Linked DNA regions of Gossypium hirsutum: region 1 is linked to region 2. A link is a contact called in public Hi-C data. All regions are on one chromosome and are shown on one strand. The core of a region is the stretch at or near the end of the contact, and the rest is flanking DNA. Distances in the headings are between cores, read along the strand shown.

Evidence for each region. Hi-C and Micro-C count contacts between places; a contact is called where the count stands out from the background.
Region 1: a contact with region 2 is called in a Hi-C map of leaf, with 2.4 times the contacts expected there. The contact joins the promoter of LOC107945725 here to the promoter of LOC107945721 in region 2. A contact is called at or near these places in 2 of 34 Hi-C or Micro-C datasets (both in leaf).

Annotation. Positions count from the first base shown.
Region 1 is chrD12:31,183,454-31,188,498 of Gossypium_hirsutum_v2.1, forward strand. LOC107945725 reads right to left here and starts at 3,204. Exons shown (of 1, transcript XM_016879824.2): 1 at 1,406-3,204. The coding sequence starts at 2,856. The coding sequence ends at 1,657.
Region 2 is chrD12:30,940,758-30,945,759 of Gossypium_hirsutum_v2.1, forward strand. It overlaps LOC107945721, which reads right to left and starts at 2,504. Exons shown (of 4, transcript XM_016879820.2): 1 at 1,348-2,504; 2 at 509-878; 3 at 1-23. The coding sequence starts at 1,960.

The sequences.
Region 1 (5,045 bases), core at 1,954-4,453, 240 kb after region 2:
TAGTTAGTAATATAAGATAAGTTTAAATCTATATGCCTAGCCTCTACTCTTTTATTTCAATAAATTACAAGTTTGATATAACTATCATATTTATGGTTTGCTTCATTATATGATTTCCTGGGATATAAATGGGTATTAAAATCAGAAGTACACAAATGATTAGAATTAATGCAACAACTTGAAGCTTTGTTTAATTCCAAATTAAAACATCAGTAGGATAGTAAATAATAAAATTACAGATATCATTGATAAATAGTTATAATTAGTAAATAAAATAAACACGTGGCATATATATTTCTCAAAGGGGTCTCAGAATTCATCACATTATTTAAATAAATTTCTGGTAAAACGCGAATCGAGGCTGGTATTAAAATTGTTTCGGCTTTGTTGAGAGTGGGGTTAGTGCAAGTTGAAAGGCTCACAGGCCTCGTTGTTTTGTCTCTTAAAAGCCGAACGGTGGAAAGGTTTTGGTGTCAGTTTTTTAAAACAAAAAACTGGAAATATATCTTTTTTATTTCTCTAATTTCAAGAAATTGCATTCTAAGATATCAAAGCATGATAAAGAAAATGTACAAAATTTTTTATCAGAGTAATAATATTTTGGCTTAATATAATATTTATACCTAAATTTGAGGTACACATTTTTTTTAAATTAGTACTTAAATTTATTTTTTTAATTTAGTATTTAATTTTTTTAATTTGGTATTTATCAAACGTTTTACAAATTACTCTAATATACTAATAATATTATTTTATTAATTGAAAATATTAATTTCTTTTAATTTGGAGTTTTAAATTTTTTTCTTATTCTTTTAATACTGACAATATTTTTGTAGCATAACCAAAAAAAATACCACTAATGTTTTGCATAATTTTTATAACATTTAATAAGTTTAGGTACCAAATTAAACCTAAAAAAGCTTAGGTATAAAATTAAGAAAAAGAGACAAATTTAGGTACCAAATGTAATATTAAAGCTAATATTTTCAATGTAATAAGTATATATAATAGTTAAATGTATCTCTTTATTAGTGTCTTAAAAGGAGAGATCTTTATCGAAAGTCCAGATTTGTGCAGTGCCTGCCTTCTGAAAAATAAGGTGAGGCTTCCTTTATGTTTTTTCAGTTTCAAAAATATGAAATTGCACTCTGAGAACATCTTATAATATTCCAACAAGTGGAAATATGAATTGGGAATATTTAGTTAAAATTGAAAATAATAGTTGGAGTAATAATAATAAAATATAATAAACACACGTGCACCGGCCTAGACCCAGCTCACTAACAAAACAATTTTTTTCTAATTACAAAATTAATATTTTAACTGCAATCCCCAAATAAAGAGAACATGATATGCAGAATATTTAAAGAGTTCAAAAGACCACTTTTACTTCACAACACAAACATAAAATGAAAATGACTGTTTTTATTATTATTAATTATTTATATATTATGAACAACAATGTCATTTTTAAAACTTTTTTTCTTTTTTTTTTGCGCTCCGTTTCATGGTACAACGCGTTAGCCCCCATATATTTTACTCTCTTTTGTTTTTCTCAACTCCAGACCCCGAGACCCTCAATCTTTTTCAAAATACAAATTAGAGTTTTTTTTTCCTTCAAGTAAAAAGGGAGAAAAAAGTTTTCTGGAAGCTGTATCATGAACCCGTAACCGATTCAGCAAGTTTCCCGATTTTTTCAACCAGCGCCGGGGATAATTTCTTGGCAGGTTTCTTTTCCTTCTCCGGTCGAAAATCGAACCCTAACGCATCCGAAACTTCTTCGGAGCTCCACCCCGCTTTTCGAAGTGTATCTGAGAACCGATCCGCTTTTAAAAGAAGCGCATCCAGAACCGCTTGATTATCCAATAAAACCATCTCTCCTTCGAAGAACCCAGATGCTGACACGTGTGCGATCTCCGTTATGTCGGACTCCCCCCACCCGCCTTCTCGTAGAACTGATCCGATTTGCTCCATGTATTCGTCGACCCATTTTGGAACTTGGGTCTTCCGCATCTCAAAGTATCTATCAGGCGACGAATTCGACGATGATGACGACGAGTTTCGCCGGCGCCGATCAACTGCCGCGTCACTCCAGAACTCCACCCATCTAGGTGTTCTTGTCCCGCTTACCAAACCCGCATCCATACTCCGCCTGGAGAAATTAGTGGAGGAGCCGGCTGATTTTTCACTAACCGATCTCTGTTTTTTCAACAACTCCGGATTGGATACGGAGCTCGTAAACAGAGATTCTCTCTCGAAAAAATCGGATATATCAAATCCGCAACAAAAAACACGGGTCTCATCGATGAAGAAAATCGGGTTACCCGCTAAAGACGGGTTACAGGGAATATAGCAGTGGTTGAAAATGGGGATCAAAAGGGGAGCTCTCTTTAGCGCATTCCTTGCAACTCGTAATGCTTTTTCCGGTTCAGACGGTCTGGGGCCCCAATATTTGGACCACAAAGTGTTACGCGCTATCTGAAAGGAAATTGCAGCAATGGGAAGATCAAGCGAGGCCCGGAGATGGAGTCTAGCTCCAGCAGACCGCCAATCGGGAAAACCTGGACCCACAGGTAAACCGGCTGATAATATGGCTCGGAGGTCAGGTGGGAAAACGAAACCAAACTCGGCTTCCGCTCGGGCGAACTCGGCATCCGACAAACCCGGCTGGACTTGAAAACCCGAATTCCTTAAATGGGTTATAACTTTGTCAGCTAAAGAAGAGAAAGACTGAAGACCGTTGCGTACAGGAAGGGATGCCGGAGTTGAAGGAGCGGAAGCGCGAGCAGAGAGACGGCGTAGGCCTGCTATATGGCCCGGATTCAGACCGGACATCCTCCGGTCCACGTCGACCATTGCTGCTCTAATAACTGACGTCGCCTTCTAATTCCCACCGGGAATTAAAAAAATCTCCGTCGGAAAAGAAATCCGCTACGACTTACTTTTTGTCAGTGAAAACGGAGAGAACTAAAGTGGGGAGAGCTCAATCTATTGGGGGGAGAGACCTCTAACTTCTAAGAAGTCAAGAAACGGTGCGTATTTATAGCTGTTTCGAGATATTGGTAATATTTTATTTAAATATTTTGTTTTTCTTAATTTTACTTTCCGTAATTAACCTTTGAAGTTTTTTGACAAGGATTTTTGATAATGACTAAACTAAGGTAAAAAAGTGAAGGACTTTTTGTCTGAATCCAATTCCACATCTAATCTTAAGCAACGGCTCTTTTTTTTATTTTATACGCGGTCTCTTTAAAAATAATATTCCGAAATTAAAATTGTGAATATTTATACCAATATAAAATTTAAAAATAAAATTTATTTATTTATTTTTATAATTTCCCAACTAAATTGATATTCAGGTTTAAATAGCATTACAAAATATATAATTGAACATTATTATGCAGTATTATTACAAGTATTATTTGTTTGAGGCGTGGGAGAAAATCTACTATTAGAAAGACAAATTATCATATGGTACCTTTACAGAATTCCTTAGTCTAATCAACTTAGGGTGAGTATGTTTAGGGGGAAATTGAAGTTACTGCTTGACCGCAGGTACGGCGAATTTGGGGGACCCATTAGCAATGATGAATTAGCTTGACAGCTTAGATAAAGGGGAAGCATACAATCATAATTCCACATTGTTGGATACTTACTAACGTTATTAAACATGTTCTTTTTGTTTTTTCAATTTTTGGTAATTAGTAAAACTTTATTAAACAAAGATTATCCCCTCTAATATGTATCATATTTAATAAAGGAATACAAAACTAAATGATTGGTTGTAAGCATGAGATTAGTAGTATGTGAGGGAGTCATCCTAAAACAGGATTAAAAAATCCACGCCTATCAAAGTTATGTCTCATAAGGGGAATGCATACTTATAATAAAATTCATTAAGTTCTTGATGCCAATTTTTTTATAAAAATAAGTAAATAAAAATGATCAACTTATTAGCTTTTGGGCAAGGAAATATTTTAATATATATTATTATATAAAAACAGTGCTTTGGAAGCTCTTATTAACAAAATCTTACCAGTAACACAAAACTGATAGAAATGAAATCACGAGCAACCCGAGGCGGAATCAATAACCCAAAATCCCCCAAAGTAATGTAGTTGAAAAGTAACAAAAATTGTGGCACCGTTTCTTAATTAATGGAGAGTTTTCCAATTTTCTGAAAAGCCATGATGGTTGGGAGCCATAATTTAAACCTCACTTACTTTTACGCCTTAAATCTTAAACCTCACCTCCTCTGCATAGTTCGTTTAAGCATACTCATTTTATTTTTTAAAAAATAATTATTTTTAGTTAATATTTTATGATTATATATTTTATTACAAATATTTCTAAATATAAATAACTTAACATATTATTATTATTGTTATTATAATATAGCAGTATCTTTGATTTTCATATAAAATAAATTATAATGTAAATTAATATATATAGTCAAACTTTTCTATAATAATCTCATTTGTGTCTCAAAATTTTAGATTTTATAGAAATGTGGTGGTTGTTATACACTTATAATAGCATTTGAGATTAAGTCATATTTGATTTTTTTTTAATTTTAAAATAAAAAATTATATGTTATTAATAATATTATTAATTAGTGAGATTCAGATTATATCATTAATATAATTTATAAATGTTATTTCATCGATTAAAATATTTGTTTTCAATTTTATAAACTATTTATTAACATATTTTATATAAAATAAACATGTTACTGAAATAATATATTTACTAAATTTTAAGGCAATATATTATTATAAAAAGTAATTTTATAAATAGTGTACTTTATATTTTATAATTGATGTTATAGATGAAAATTGTTATGAAGGGTAAAAATAAAACATAACAAATTGGTTCTACAACAAAAATTAGTTGTTAAAGACAGTAACTATTATAGAAAGGGAAAACAGTATTTTAAATTTGAAAATGGATCAGATCAAATCAGACTTTAAATATTTGAACTTGAAGTCGATTCATATTTTAAACGGGTCTAACTTTTTCTCAATCTTATTTTGCGAGTATAATAT
Region 2 (5,002 bases), core at 1,254-3,753:
TCTTTGCTTCCTCTCTTTGCAACCTGTAAAAAATCCAAGTTAAGATCTTCTTCTGAAAAAAAAAGATCCTTCATATTTCTGGTACTTTAATTTCACTCAACTACTCCCCAAGTTTCTTTTGGATATTGATATTAATGCTCCCCTGAAATCATGCAGTTCTACCTAGGAACTCAATGTCGGAAATTTCCTGGGAACATTAAACACCAAGCATTGAATGACCCAACGTACCCTCAAATTAATCCAACTATGGTTTCCAGGGATGTTGGGAAGTGTAGTGGCCCCTACTATTTAATGTTACACGTCATAGGAAATTATTGGGACTCTAATATTATATGAAAGTAGTGATCTTGGTCCCTAATTGAACTAGTGAAAATTACATTTTAAACTTCATTAAGCAAAGCACAAAATGAGTTCATCGGATTTCAACTAATTGTGTTTATTATGGACTTCTCCTGTTTTAACTGGATGATGCAGGCAGAACTTGAGGAAGAATGCAATAAAAACATACTTTGAAATGCTTGTTGCTGCCTCTGCGATATCCAGAGATAAAGCAGAAGTTGGGGCGCTGTTTCGGTAGAAGCCTTCAAAATCCGGCTCGCCTTTCTTGATTCTTCTCGATCCATGCCTTTTTGACCGGTTAGTAACAGTGGCTCGCTTGTCTATCTGCACTTCCCTGATGTCCAGTTTAGAAGGATGATCATTGTTGTCCACAGCAGGAAGAGGAAGGATAGGGGGAGGTGAGTGGCCGAATGAAGACCTCTCTCTAGTAGATGAGTGGCTGCTACTGTTGTCCGGGCTCATTTGCGTCGCCATATCCCTCCGCGAAGCTACACGACACAGCATCATTTCGGCATCCTTGATTTCATCAAGTTTTTCATCTGCGACAATTTGATATTCAACATCAGAAGTTTGAAACCAACATGAACAGATATAGTCTTCTTATTACAGTCGCAGCAGCTCCAAGCCACAAACTAAAATGCAATATCAATTTGAAGCTAACGTTTTACAGGATCTATTAAAATTTAATCGTATTTCATTATCTACTAGCCTCCAAGGCTCTATGTTCCTCAAACTCGGATACATAAAAGAGAAATGAAGAGTTGGTGGAACAAAGTTCACCTACCAGATGCAGCCTTAAGAAGTTCATCATTTACAATTAATCAGTAATGATTAGATATTTAAAAGAAGTGGGATTGACTTTTAGAGTATCTTCTTTGCAATTTGGAAAAATTGGGTTTTGTGGGGGTTAGATTATCCTACTTCATGTAGTTGAACTTCCATAATCAGATCAGCCTAAGATGAAATTGCAAGCAAATGAAGCTCAAAACAAAGGAAGAACAGTAATACCTTGAGAGCTTGGCAATGAAGACTCACTGACCAAATCTGACGACCATCCAGGTATAATAGCAGATCGTGCTACATTACTATCACTCTGCACCATACAAGATTGATCGCCGTCAACATCTCCAGCAGCTGCGGCGGCTCTACAACCAAGATAATGAACGGAAACCCCATCAGCCATCAAAACCCCAGTTGAAAATGGAGACCCTGCCATTAAATTCCTCACAGTCCCACTCCCTCCACCATCAAGCAAGTTCATGGAAGGCGAGCAATTGGAGTAGAAAGCAATCCCAGGGGGCACAATCGGCCCACTTTTAGACTTTGGCCGCCTCTGGAGATGATAGTTTACGTTCTTGCTAACACCATAACCCAAAACAGGGCTACAAATCCACCTCTCAGCATCTTCCCATTTGGAAGGCAAAGTTCTTCCACTGTAAAAAGGTGTCAAAGATGAAGCACTGATATGTCTTCTGCTATTGCCATTGCTGTTAGCTGAACGCGCCACTCGCTCTGAACTCCAACCTTTTTGACTCACCACCGCCCCATTATCACGGTAATCTGAACCTCCTGGGCTTGGAAAAGTACCCAGATGGCTCAAAGAAACAGACCCTTTCTTCATTCACTCTCAATCACCCCCAACAGTCTTAGCCTGATACCTCACCCAGTGCCACAAAGAGCTAGACTTTGAACAGATAAAATTGATTATTCGGTTTGCCGGCAAGACTGTCTAAAAGGGTCATTGAGACAATGAAAGAATTTGTTTGAAAGCTGGTTTTTACTGTTGTTTGCAGCTAATTATATACCCCTTTCTTTTACATTAATTTATTATTTTGGGAAGCTATCCGATCCTTGGGTACAAAGATTTGTTTGCATCTAAGACAAGCCTCATGAAGGGTTGCTCCATTGAGAATGAAAAATGCCAAAACACAGCTTCAAATCATTGATTACAAAAGCTAAGAATGTTGACGAAGTAAGCATTAGACGTTTTTATCAGCAGTATCTGTCAAAGACAACGATATTTTCATCGTTTTTATACATAGTCCTTTTACTTTTTTACTAGTTGAAATCTCAGATACTCAAGTAAAACCACATGAATAAGACAACAGAAAAGCCACCCAAGAAAAAGGAAAAAGAATCCATGGGTGACCAACAAGAACAAGGAGGCCATATACTTGGACTTTGAAGATTGAAATTTAAGAACATTGTCCACACATTTCCCATTTTCATTTGTTTGTTCCTTGTAATACAAGAAATCACTTAATCTCTGTTTGTTCATGGGATTGAATATTTCTGCATCTTTACCTGCCATAATCAATAATTGAACTCTTTTATAAAAATAGAATATTTATATATTTCTTAATTAAAAAAGCATATCCAAATCAAGGCGGATCCAAGGGTCTTTGGTCCCTCGTTCTTTAGCATCGTAAGGGGAAATTTCATTTTAATCCTTCCAACATTTATAATTTAATATTTTTATCTCCAATCATAACACAAAATTTGATATTTTCATAAATAATAACTTTTAGTTACAATATATTAATATATTTTGTAAAATGAAAATAATTTTTAATACATGAAATTACATTAATAAATTTTATTAATGACTAATATTATTAATACATTACAGTTTTTAATAAAAAATTAAATATGATGTGCTATTTGTGTCTCAAATGGGTATATTTATAAGTGTATAACGACCGCTCTTTTAGAAGATCCAAAATTTTGATAAACAAATAGGGTTGCTATTCACTATATATTAAACTACTCATTTACTTAAAAACTATCATTTTTTAATCTTGACTTGTAAGGAGCATTGGTTAAAAATATTCATTTAATATTAATCAGGTCTCTAACTTAGTTATCAAACTTTCATATTAATATTATTAATATAAGTTTATTACCATCAAATTTATATCCATTATTAGATAATTTTAAAAAAAATATATTTTAAACATAAAATATTATTTTACTTACGACAAAATTTAGTATATTATTTAAAAAAAATATTTTCACCAACCATATATTTTTTTAAAGCAAATATATTTATTTGCTTAGGTGATTTATCTAAAATTACAAATCATTCTTGATTACTTAACTAAATCTCATTACATTTTAATTTATTTGAGATTTTCACTGTTTAATCCCTTCTTCCCTTTACTAATATTTTTCTTCATTTCATATTTTTGCGACTAAATTATAATAACCTTAGCATCCAAGTTATTCCACCAATGTATTATTTTGATTGGCTCATTCTCAAAATATAACTATATCTAATATGTTAGATTTTAAAATAAAAATATTAAAAAAAAAGGAAATTGCAATACTTGCATGCTAAGGTTATTATAATTTAGTCGCAAAAATATTTTTAATATTTTTACTTTAAAATCTAACATATTAGATATAGTTATATTTTGAGAATGAGCCAATCAAAATAATACATTTGTGGAATAATATAAAGTTTAACTATAGTCTAATATTACTTTTCTTAAAAAAAAAAACCCCTAAACTCTAATATTATTTGGAATGGCCCAAATTACATACATCATAATATACTTTGGGATAATATAAAAGTAATATATTTTTTACACTAACTCAAATTACATGCATTTTTTTAGAATGAAAGTACATACATTTACATTTATATTTTACGTAAAAAAAAATCTTTCCATGTTTCCCATTTTATTTTAATTTGGAAAATAATAATTTTTTGGAAACAAGTTTCAACATAATCACTTAAAAAAAATATAATTGTACTGATTGAGTCTTAGTTCGATTGACATGAGCATTGTTACTAATGTAAAAATATCTGAATTTTTTCTAAAAAACAACCCAAAATTTAAATTTTTTTAATAAAAACAATGTAGGGACCTCAATTAAGATGTTAAATATTTAACGTGAAAATTTAGTTTACAGTTTTTAAAACATGCAATTATAATATTAGTATACTTACCCACTGATCGGAAATGAAGTTCTGGATGTTGGTTCACTCCCTTCTTTTGTTCTCACTCTTCATTTTCAAGAAAAAACGCAAACTTTAACAGGTAGGGTTTAATGTTAATTAAAAACCATAGAAAATGTAAATATGATTGTGTGGTCCAATGAGTTAATATTGCTGCAAACTGATGCCCATATTGCTGAGTGCAGAGCAGTGGCCTGAAGCTAAATTTGTGAAGGATGTAGACATCACATAAAATTATTATTATAAAACTATATAATATAGTGCATTATAGAGAGATAGACTTCCCATTCCAAGTGATATATTATTGCACCGCTTTCTAATTTATCTCTTTGTGGGGTCGGCATTTGCTTAACCGATAGAAGAATTCATTGAGTTATATTAATACATTGGTTGAAAAAAGAAATGTAAAAAATGAAATTTTAATTAGTAATTATTTTTGAAAATGATTAGATATATTGTTATGGATAGAAAAAGTTTATATTCAATTAACCAGGGACATTAAACATTATCAAGAAAAAATGTAATACTATAGATTTATAAATTTGGATTGATTTAAATAAAATTTAAAATTTATATATTAAGTTGGATCAAATTAGTACACTACTCCCTCCACCACACCCTCTAGTTGGTCTGATAAAATTTTTTGGACACATGCAACAATTGGACGATTTTCGGTTAATAGTACATATCATATGTTAAAGC